2 separate regions of the Mus musculus genome follow, and region 1 is linked to region 2. The links are chromatin contacts, called in public HiChIP or PLAC-seq maps. All regions are on one chromosome and are shown on one strand. Each heading gives the region's core, a stretch centred on a gene start, on an enhancer-like site or on the middle of the called end of the contact. The rest is flanking DNA. Distances are from core to core; before and after follow the strand shown.

The links. HiChIP or PLAC-seq counts read pairs in DNA pulled down with a chosen protein or histone mark.
Region 1: a contact with region 2 is called in an H3K27ac HiChIP or PLAC-seq map of heart atrium, with 7 read pairs. The contact joins the promoter of 1110002E22Rik here to the enhancer-like site in region 2. A contact is called at or near these places in 3 of 39 promoter capture datasets (hippocampal neurons and liver), 1 of 15 datasets of contacts at CTCF or cohesin (the NIH/3T3 cell line), 3 of 115 datasets of contacts at active chromatin or transcription factors (CD8 T cells, astrocytes and heart atrium) and 2 of 9 other capture datasets (adipose tissue and pancreatic islet).

Annotation. Positions count from the first base shown.
Region 1 is chr3:138,060,758-138,065,584 of GRCm38.p6, forward strand. 1110002E22Rik (RIKEN cDNA 1110002E22 gene) reads left to right here and starts at 1,485. Exons shown (of 3, transcript NM_001370862.1): 1 at 1,485-1,541; 2 at 4,264-4,827. The coding sequence starts at 4,295. The region is part of intron 1 of Gm5105 (predicted gene 5105); the gene reads right to left.
Region 2 is chr3:137,959,598-137,964,824 of GRCm38.p6, forward strand. Dapp1 (dual adaptor for phosphotyrosine and 3-phosphoinositides 1) reads right to left here. Exons shown (of 9, transcript NM_011932.3): 3 at 1,845-1,978. The region is part of intron 2 of Gm19708 (a long non-coding RNA gene); the gene reads left to right. Among named protein-coding and RNA genes, the nearest start is that of Gm19708, 18 kb to the left of the region's middle. Within about 2 kb of position 2,589, at least 66 of the 459 cell types and tissues checked have an H3K27ac peak or open chromatin away from gene starts, as enhancers often do. A contact at or near this core is called in heart atrium and pancreatic islet, where this site is marked.

The sequences.
Region 1 (4,827 bases), core at 235-2,734, 100 kb after region 2:
CCGTACATGCTGTTTTCCCCTTCACAGGGATAGCTGGCTCCTAATCCTGCTTCTCCATGTCTTTGGACCAGCTGGTCCCGGAGGCGGGCAGTTGGCTAAAGGCTATGAGACAGCTTAATTAGCCTGCGATGGGTATGGTCCTGTGACACCCCCCCCCCCCATACACCTCATAGACTTGTACTCAATTAACTACTTAAGGTTGGTTGGGTCCACCTCACACCCAATTTTAACCAGGGCTGCAGCATTTGATTATTGGGAAAAATGGTGAAAAGCCCTACAGAGGCACAAGCTTTTACTTAGCCTCGCTTTTTTTTTTCAGTCCATAAAGTGGAAACAATAACTACTTTTTAGTCATATGATTATGGAGGGCTTATTTCAATAACCACGTACCTTTTAGTACATTAAATAGTATGATAGGGCACCTTCTTTCAGATGCCAACTTTCACATGTCCATCCCTAGGCTTGGAAAGGTGCTAGCCACGTCCTAGGTCTTAGGCAGTGGTCCCCAGAAAAGCCTTCTTCACATAAGTGTGTGCTGAGAGCGATACACATCTTTATGGAAAGACCTTCAACTCAATATAAAGCACCACTGTCTCTTCCCTGCTGTGCCCCAGACAAACTAAGAATGTTTGTGGTTGGCCAAGGGTTTGGCATTGACTCTGAGGTTAAGTTTAACCTAATACATCTCTTCGTTTCCAGTCTAAGGTTTGCCTTCTGTGAACGGTTTCTTCTCTTGAATAGCACACTTAGTTATCTTATTATGCCAGATTTGGAGACCCAAAATATAAGCATGACCTTTAATCAGCTGGTGGGTGGTCTGGCCTTCGTTCTTCACTTCTTAAGTCATGTTAAGGTTTTACATACACTGAACTATCTCAGAAACCCTTCAAGGAAAGCTAAGAGACTTTCTCCTCAGAGAGAAATGTAACAACGCTGAGTCACTTCCTTTGTTGCTCCTGGAGTTCCCATATAAAGTTATCAACAGGGCATACCTTGCCTGTCTAACCACGCGTGCCTGCTCACCATGGGTTAATACTGGCAATATTAGTCACATCAATTGCTCAACACCTGAGGTCAGGCAGGCAACCACTGAGTTCATCTGTAAAAAAGTGATCAGAGTCATCTGTAAGAATAAAAGGCACGGTGGCTACCCACCTGTAAGAATGAAGGACACGGTAGCTACCCATGACTCCAAGCTACTCCACTAGATCTCAGACCACCCCTTTTCATGGTACCATAAACTAACCCAGAACTCTGAAAAACACCAGAAGGGAAACCGTGTGGAGTCCTTAATTGTCTTCTTTACCCTAAAGTTGGCTGCTGTTTTTCTATTTATACATTTCTTTTCTTTTAATAGTCAGCCCTACTATGGTGTTTCAGCTTATTTGATTTTAAACCACAAAGGGAATTTTTGGTTTGACTTAAAAAAAAAAAAACCTTTTGGAAATTGACTTTATATGAAGGAACCCCCACTACCACCATATCGACACTGGCATTGTTTAGCTGGAAATCCTTGAAGGAGCCACACACCTATTCTGAAGGTAAGAACCCACGTTAGAACCGAACCAGGCTGTGTCTGATTGTGGGGGAGGGGGTTGGGGGGAGGTGGGGAGCTTGGCCAGGGCTGGGTTCTCAGAGAGGGGAGACCTCAGGAGGTTTTGCGGAACTTTGGGTATTAAGAAATTATGGTGACCAGTTGTAGTCTGGGACCTTTAATCCTAGCACTGGGGGAGGCCGAGGCAGGTGGATATCTGAGTTCGAGGCCAGCCTTGAAAACACAGAAAGAAAGGAAGAAAGAAAGAAAGAAAGAAAGAAAGAAAGAAAGGAAGGAAGGAAGGAAGGAAGAGAGAGGGAGAGAGAGAGAGAGAGAGAAAGGAAGGAAGGAAGGAAGGAAGGAAGAAAGGAAGGAAGACAGGGAGAAAGCAAGCAAGAAAAGGAAAGGAAAGGAAAGGAAAGGAAGAAAGAAGAAGGGGAAGAGGGAGAGAGAGAGAGAGAGAGAGGGAGAGAGAGAGAGAGAACATTACCATATACCCTGTGTGTCAGAACTTTCAGTTTTATATTTTGCTAACCACAGGAAGAAACTCAAGAAAAAAAATCTGTTGTGTTGCGATGACAGACAGGGCCATATGACAGCGCTAGAGTGATTCTTCCTTGGACTATACAGAAACTCTCGCCTCTTGATTAGCCAGGAAGCACATGTGTCTCACACTGTCTTGGACTATCTCCAGGGCTTTCTTACTGCCCAAGGCATGGTCAGCCTCAAAGAAAAGTAAAAATGGCGAGCTCAAAAGTCTGCTTGCCTGAGAGAAGGGGACTATATTTAATCCATTTTATTAACAGAATCGTGTTCCTTAGCCCCCCAAGTCCATAAAGTGTTCTCGGGTTGAATATCTGAAATAAAAACAAACAAACAAACCTCAACCAGTTACATAGATTATTTGTGGTCATGCAGATTTGATAGTTGACGGGGTAACAACTCTGAATGGTTTTGTGGGGACCCACCTTGACTGTGGGGACCCACCTTGATTGCCTATCGTAACCGTAAAGGTCTCCAGCTGGACTGCCTAGGTTTGAATCATGCCCTACCTCTGTGTCTCAGGTTCCCCGTCTATAAAATCAGTATAGTAATTGTACTTAATTCATGTGGTTCTTACCAGAATTCAATCATTAATATGTGCGTAAATGTTAAAAATGTTCCTAGTTAGTTGTACTTACTAATTAAGAAACTAAGATTTGGAAGGTATTTCTTTTTCTTTCCCATGACCCTGAGTTATGGCTTAATAACCATTGCTTTATTCCAGATGTTTTCAGTCTCTTCTGGGCACGTTTTAGTGGCAGTAGAGAGGGCAGAGGGCTTGTCCTAGGGAGAATGGTGGGGTTGGGATGCCTACAGGGAGAGAAGGTAGACGCTGCAGTTGTCAGGGGTGACTACTTCTCACTTACGCACATGCCTACTCAGAGGAAGGAACCCTTTTCAGCGTGGGGATGGCATTCATGTCAAAAGGGGATGGTTGGCGGTGTTATTTTCCTTTCCACAAATGTGGATGTTTAAAATAGGGCTTTATCCAATCGGCATAGGTGACACACAGACTATGTATAGAGGTGGACTTGGGCCTGGCAGATGATGAGGGCCAGGTCTCACCAAAACCTAGTCGTGGTTTTCCATGGACCATGCCCGGGGAATCGCCCCAAAGGTTGCTAGCACTGACCCCTCTGTTGCCTTGGCAAATCTGCCTGTCCAGATCTTGACTTGTTTGGAATGAATCTATCTCAGAGCGGGTGAACTGGGATTTTGGCCGTATTTTCAGGGGCATGCCAGAGGCTCACATTTCCTCTCTGAACCTCCCTCCAAGCCGCACTGTACTCAGGGAGGGTAAGCATATTCCTTGTTCTTTCCTGCGTTTTGACTCTCTGCCCTGCAGAGCTGGCGTGCAGCCAGGGGAACCCAATCGCTGAGCTGTAGCTAAGGCTATATTTAACATGACTTATTGTCTTGTAGTGCGTTTACAAGTTTAGGAACGGTTTTGAGCTTGAGTAGTCACTGTAGGGATTTGAAGTATTGTCCATATTGTCTTTCTGTATTCCTTCAGAATGCCTGTAGCTTAAATTTATTTAAGGAGCTTTTAGGTCTCGGGAAATTCCCCCTTTAAGCTTTGAGTAAACACAGCAAGGATTTTAGAAGAGGTTTGGTTTTTTTGTTGTTGTTGTTGGGTTTTTTTTTTTGTTTGTTTGTTTTCTGTTTTTTTTGTTTGTTTTTTGTTTTCCCAATTTGAAACAAATAGGTTATGTTTCACAGAGTATAAGTCTGGCCAAAGGGAAGGATGACGAAATATTCTTGTCCTGTGAAAGCTTCTATGACCATCCCTCATCTGATTTTGCTCTCCAAAGAGGGAAAGACAATGCAAATGAGGCAACTATAAAATTACCATATGCACAAGTGGGACTTGAAATATTTCTGGAGTTTCCTTAATGGATTTGAAGTACCGTGAAAAAATTTGAATTTTGAACAAGGAGAGAAAATTCATTTAATCAGAGGCTGGGGAAAGATGGCAGCCAGCGAAGGGTAATTGTGCGCTTGCTAGACGCCTCTAAAACAGATTACAATGAACATTTGGCTGATTTGAATCAGAAGCCACATTCCTCCCCCACCCCGCCTCCTCTCCGCATCTCTTCTTTTTACCCTCAAGTGTAGTTTCGATATGACTAGGGAATGGACACTAAAAATATTTCTGGAATGACGTGACCCTCTATCTCCCCATCCAGGAGAGCGACAAAGCTGTACAAGGGACAGCACATGCTTTCCGTTCATTTCTGGCAGACCCCTGTCCGACCTACAGATGCTGCTTCGTCGCTGGCTAATGGCATTCAGACCCCCACCCACCGACGCTGTCAGACAAGCAACTGGACTGGACAGCTCAGCAGCAGGACACTGGCCACAATCGCGGCCAGAGCCGCAGCCCCCTGGCTACAGACCACCTCTGCTGCCTCTTTTGGGAGCCCTCCCACCTCCCTCTGGCTTGCCGAGGCCCCACCACAGGGGCTGAAGAACTGGGCGGTGGTGGCAACTGTGGCAGTGGTACCTACAGCCTTGGGGCCAGCCCAAGCACGTGGGAACCTGTTTCAGGCCACTCTGTGGCCCCTCCGGGACCAGAGGGGGACCCAGGACAGCCCCAGCGCTCACCACTGCCTCATCTTGTCTCTGAAACCTGGACAAGGGCTCAGAATGGAAGGCGGTACGTCTGACATGAACTCACAGACCAGCCTGACGCCTGCGGAGGACCCGGTGAGCCGACCACAAGACAGCCCGGAGCCCAGGCAGCAGCTGCG
Region 2 (5,227 bases), core at 1,339-3,838:
TTACCTCAAACCTCGTCTTTTTGTGAGCAGCCAGTGTGTGGCTCCTGTGAGTTGTTCATCTGTGTGCCAGACACTGACTCATACTGGGGTCTGTCCCAGTGACATAAGTGGCAACAGCAGTGATCAGTGATGCCAGCTCACCCCGCCACACTGATGAGCAGAAAGATCACTCCAGATATTACAAGAAAAATGTACAGATTCATGGCAATTAGCTGTGGCACCATCTCTCGGGCTATAGATTCTTGCAGTCTTCCCATTGTTGATAAACAGATTTTTTTTTATCATTTAAAGCAAATAAGGCTAGAATTCTAAACCATAAATTCAGAGGTGACCCTTTACTTTATAGATTATAGACAAACAAGTTAGAAAACTCAAGGGCCAGCATAGTGTGTGCTTCAGTATGTATAGAGAATGTCCATCAAAGGTCCATGTGCTAAAGGGATGTGACCGCCTGCTTGGTCTTATGAGAAGGTAGGAACAGTGTGAAAAAGTTAGGTCATTGGTGGTGTGACATTGAAGGGGATAGTAAAACAGGGATAAGCCCCACCCCAACTCCATCTTCTTTGCTTCCTGTTCATCTGCTGAGTGGTTCTCACTGCTGTGTACTCTCATCATGGTGACAAGGGGGTAAGGGGTCATGGCCTAAAACTGCAGATGCCATCAGACAAAATAAACTTACTTCCCTACCTGTATTCTCCCTTAGCTCAAGTATCCATAGTGGTTATACCAGTGGGATGTGGGCTGACAAAATGTGGTGTTTGATCTCTCTCTCTCTCTCTCTCTCTCTCTCTCTCTCTCTCTAATATATATATATAGAGATTATATATATATGTCTTCCACTTTGACTAACGACTGAAATGAGAAATTTCAAGTCCATACCAAGCTATAGGCCTAAAACTTTGGGTTTTTGTTTTGTTTTGTTTGTTTGTTTTGGGGTTTTTTTTTGTTTTTGTTTTTGTTTTCGGAGACAGGGTTTCTCTGTGTAGCCCTGGCTGTCCTGGAACTCACTTTGTAAACCAGGCTGGCCTCAAACTCAGAAATCCACCTGCCTCTGCCTCCCAAGTGCTGGGATTAAAGGCATGCGCCACCACTGCCTGGGTGAAACTTTGTAATAAACTAAGGGTACTATTATTATTATTATTATTATTATTATTATTGCTCATAAAAATGTCTTCTAGCCAACATTTTCAATATTGAGCACTTGGTTGCTGTGGGCATTTCGTGTGAAGTTTACCTTTGAAAATGTTCCTGATTAAGTTCTCAGGGTCTCACCTACACACACACACACACACACACACACACACACACACACACACACACACAGAGATGTTTCTAAACCTATCAGTTTTGTGTTACAAGCAGAGTTTCCTGTCAGGCCTGAAATGATTGTGAATTGGCTTGTGTTTTCTTTTCTTTATGTATTATAAAAGAGAACATTCTAAAGAAATTCTCTCTTTCCCTCTCTCCCTCTCTGTCTTATTTATTTATTTATTTATTTATTTATTTATTTATTTATGGTCTCACTATATAGACCTGACTAGCTATGGAACTAACTATGTGGATCAGACTGTAGCCTCAAACTTATATGAAGCTCTGTCTGTCTGTGTGAGCTTTTCATGTCCCATATCCCATAATTCAGAGCTTCTGAGGCTGAGACGAGAGGGTCACAAGTTCCAGGTGAGCTTGTGGCTGTGGCCAGGGCTCCGTGTTTGATGTATTCCTTCCCTATCTCTCACCATGCAATGTTCTCAGCCCCAGCAGAAGTCACCAGACTCCAAGCAGATCCTCATGCAGAAATATGTATTAATAACCATATTAATAAGCCAGGTATTTAGACAGCTTACCTGTCTCGCTTCCAATCAAAGGCTGATTTGCAAAATGCTTGACAAAATCCTTTAGAGATGAATACTCATTAAAGCCGAATTTAAACGAGTACCCAGTATATTCAACATGAAAGTGTTTGACAGAGTCTTTGGCTCTGAAAGAAAAGAAGAATATTATTTAACAAATGACAATTCTTTTTGAAGGTAAATATAGCAATGTGTTAGCATCACCATAAATAAGCCTTTGACGATGCGGAACACACAGCCATCAAAATCGCCAAGCACTTTAGAGGCTGTCACGTGTGTCTTCTGTCAGGGAATACTCTCAGGTTTTCACTCTACTTGAAGACATGAGACAGTTCCCCTGCCTTCTCTTCCACTGACGGCAAAGGTTCTTGAATATTAACGTCCATAAAGGCCATGAATTCAGAGACAGAGGTGACAGGCAGGACGTGTGTGTCCTTGGCCTTCCTCCCTAGTCTGGGAATCAGTCAGAAGCCTGCTTCTGTCGGTGAGTCACATGACCCTAGTCTTCTCCCTTGCCTGCCTGCATGATTATCTACGGAATAGAGTGTCACATTTCCAAGGCTGTCATTTTCCACTTCATCTTCAAGATGAAAAACGTTGTATAAAATCTCTCCTGCTCACTTCATTTGTTCATTTCTCTTCTCCCTAGTCTCACCTCCCACTCTGTGGCCAACACCCCAACTTCAGAATGTATCAGAGTCAACAGTAAGGTCTGAAGAGCCAGGTTGCTGGGTCTCATGCCCAGACGATGACTCAGCAGGTGGAAGGTTTTTAACAGACTCTCACCTCAGTGGATGTTGCTGATCTGGGGCGCCAGCTTCAGGGCCCCTGTCCATCTGGACCTGCTGTTCCTCTAGGAAGAGTTTTTTCCATCCTTGCTCCTTACCTACAATTGGCCCTTCCCATTGGTAAACAACCTTGAGTCTTCCTGAAACTTCTACCTCATGATAATTCTGCCTTATGTTGAGTGCCTTTTAATTTCTTGCTCAAAAACTTGCCTTCTTTTAAGCGATTGCTACACTTTGCTTTGTAGCAAGATTTGGGTCTTAGTGGCCCTATGAGACTAGACTTCTTCCCAACAAGGTCATCGAGTTACGATGGCTGGTCCAAGATGCACGCTTTCAAAGGTCTATTATTAAGGAAATGGACAAATAAATGAATAAAAATAACCATAACTCTAAACAACTGGCCTATGGATCCTGTCACCTCTGATGGTAGCTTCCCCCTGCTCCAAATGTTACCAAGTATTTGTAATGAAAACCAGTGATATTTATTTTAATTTTTCATGAAGGTGAAATACATGCAGTCTATTCATAAATAGCTTATGCTCAGATGAGTCACATGTAGATAAAACTTTAGTTACCATCTGTGATCTACCTGACACGCAGTGTAAGTACCTGTGTTCTCACATGTGCAGGTACATGTGTGTATAAGCACACGTGCACATGTATGCACATGGTTGTGGAAGCCAGGGGTTAACCTCAGGTATCATTTGTCAGGAATCTTCTCCATGGATTTTTTTTTTTTTTTGGCAAGGACTCTCACTGAACCTGGGGTTCATCAATTCAGCAAGTTCTGTGTGGCCAGTGAGCCCCAGGGATACCTCCGTGTTCTCCTTTCTAGCATCAGGATTATGAGCACATACCAACATTCCTAGTTTTCTACATGGGTTCTGGGAGTTCAACTCAGTTATTTTTATCTTGCATAGACTTAGCTATTACTGCCTAGCCCTATTTAGAAAATTTATAAATAAGACTTGTCAGGGTGACTCCAAATGTTACTAGATATAATTTTTCTCCCTTTGGCTACCTAATTTGTTTCCTATTCTGTACCTATCTCTCCTTCTAAAAAACGCATGTAGACTCACTGCCAGAGAATGGAAGTTATGCCAGGCAGAACTCATAGACGCTCCGACCCCAACTCCAATGTATAGCACTGTTCCAATTACCCAGGTAAGAACTAGTCAAGATGGAGTTGTGAAGAGATTTAGTGCATTGTTAAGTCTCCAAATTGGTTCACCTTAAAAACACGAAGAGTCTCTTGTGGGCCTGACCTCTTCATGTGAGCTCCGTGGAACGGAACTCTCTGACACAGGAGAGGGTAGAGAGGTGCTCTGGCTGGCAGGAAGGCAGCAGACAGTCGTGCCATGTGTATTACGCATGCAGGCCACACAGCACGGATCACAGTGGCATCTGTCAGTTGACACTGCTCCCTCCCTGATTGACAGCTAGGGGAACAGGGACCCTGGTGCTACCACAGCAGGGAAATGAAAGACAAGCAAACTAGGTAAGGAAAGGAGGAAGTGATGCAGGGGTTCTGCGTTTCTGTCAAGAGCCCCAGCTGCTGCTGAAAACATCTTTAAGTCAGGCTGGCAGAATTTGAATAGAGGCCCGGATTTTAATGTATGCAGGAACAGTGGCACGGTCAATTTGTGTTGTTTTAAGCCATGACAAATTTTTGGTGACTTGTTATATAGCATAGAAAGTGAATACCGAAGGGTCCATGTCTAAGAAGAGGATAAACAATATGTTAAACTCTTTGCTTTTGAGCTCACTGAAGCCTGTCAACAGTTGTTTAGAGAAGTACCTTTTTGTGTTTGTTTGTGTATGTGCATGCATAAACATTTACATGTGTGCAGGCATGCTTATATGTGCAAGTGCATGTGTATATCTTTGTGTGCATGTGGAGACCAGAGGCCAGTCTTGGTTATTGTTCCTCAGACAGTATCCATCTCTGGCTTACAATTCACCAAATAGACTAGGCTGGTTAGCCAGTAAGCAGTGCCTGTTTCCATAGCAACAGAATCGAAAAGATACACTACTATACCTGACTTCTCCCATCCATCCTTCCTTCCTTCCTTCCTTCCTTCCTTCCTTCCTTCCTTCCTTCCTTCCTTCCTTCCTTCCTCCCTCCCTCCCTCCCTCCCTCCCTCCCTCCCTCCCTCCCTCCCTTCCTTCCTTCTTTCCTTCCTTCCACTGCCCCTCCTTCTCCCTCTCTCCTCTCCCCTCCTCCCTGATTGAGAAACAGCTAAGAGAGTAAAAGTATTTCCCAGATTGGGAAGCTAGTGTAGTTGGTAAAATACATGCTTTGAAAGCATGAAAACCTGAGTTTGGACCCCAAAACCGAAGAAGAAAGAAGAGGGGGGAAGAGAGGGGGGAAATGGAGGGAGGGAAAGATGGAGAGGGAAGGGGAGAGGAAGACTTAATTAATAACAAAACCCAAACCCAAATAAACCAAAATGGCTGAACTAGACGCAAAGGAGCGAGGAACAGCATCTGGGATGTAGTGACTACCATCCCAAGTGTGCAAGGAGGTCAGGAACAGAAAGGAGAGAGGGGAGAGCAAGGCTTCCTGGGTTTGTGAAAGTGCTGCCACAG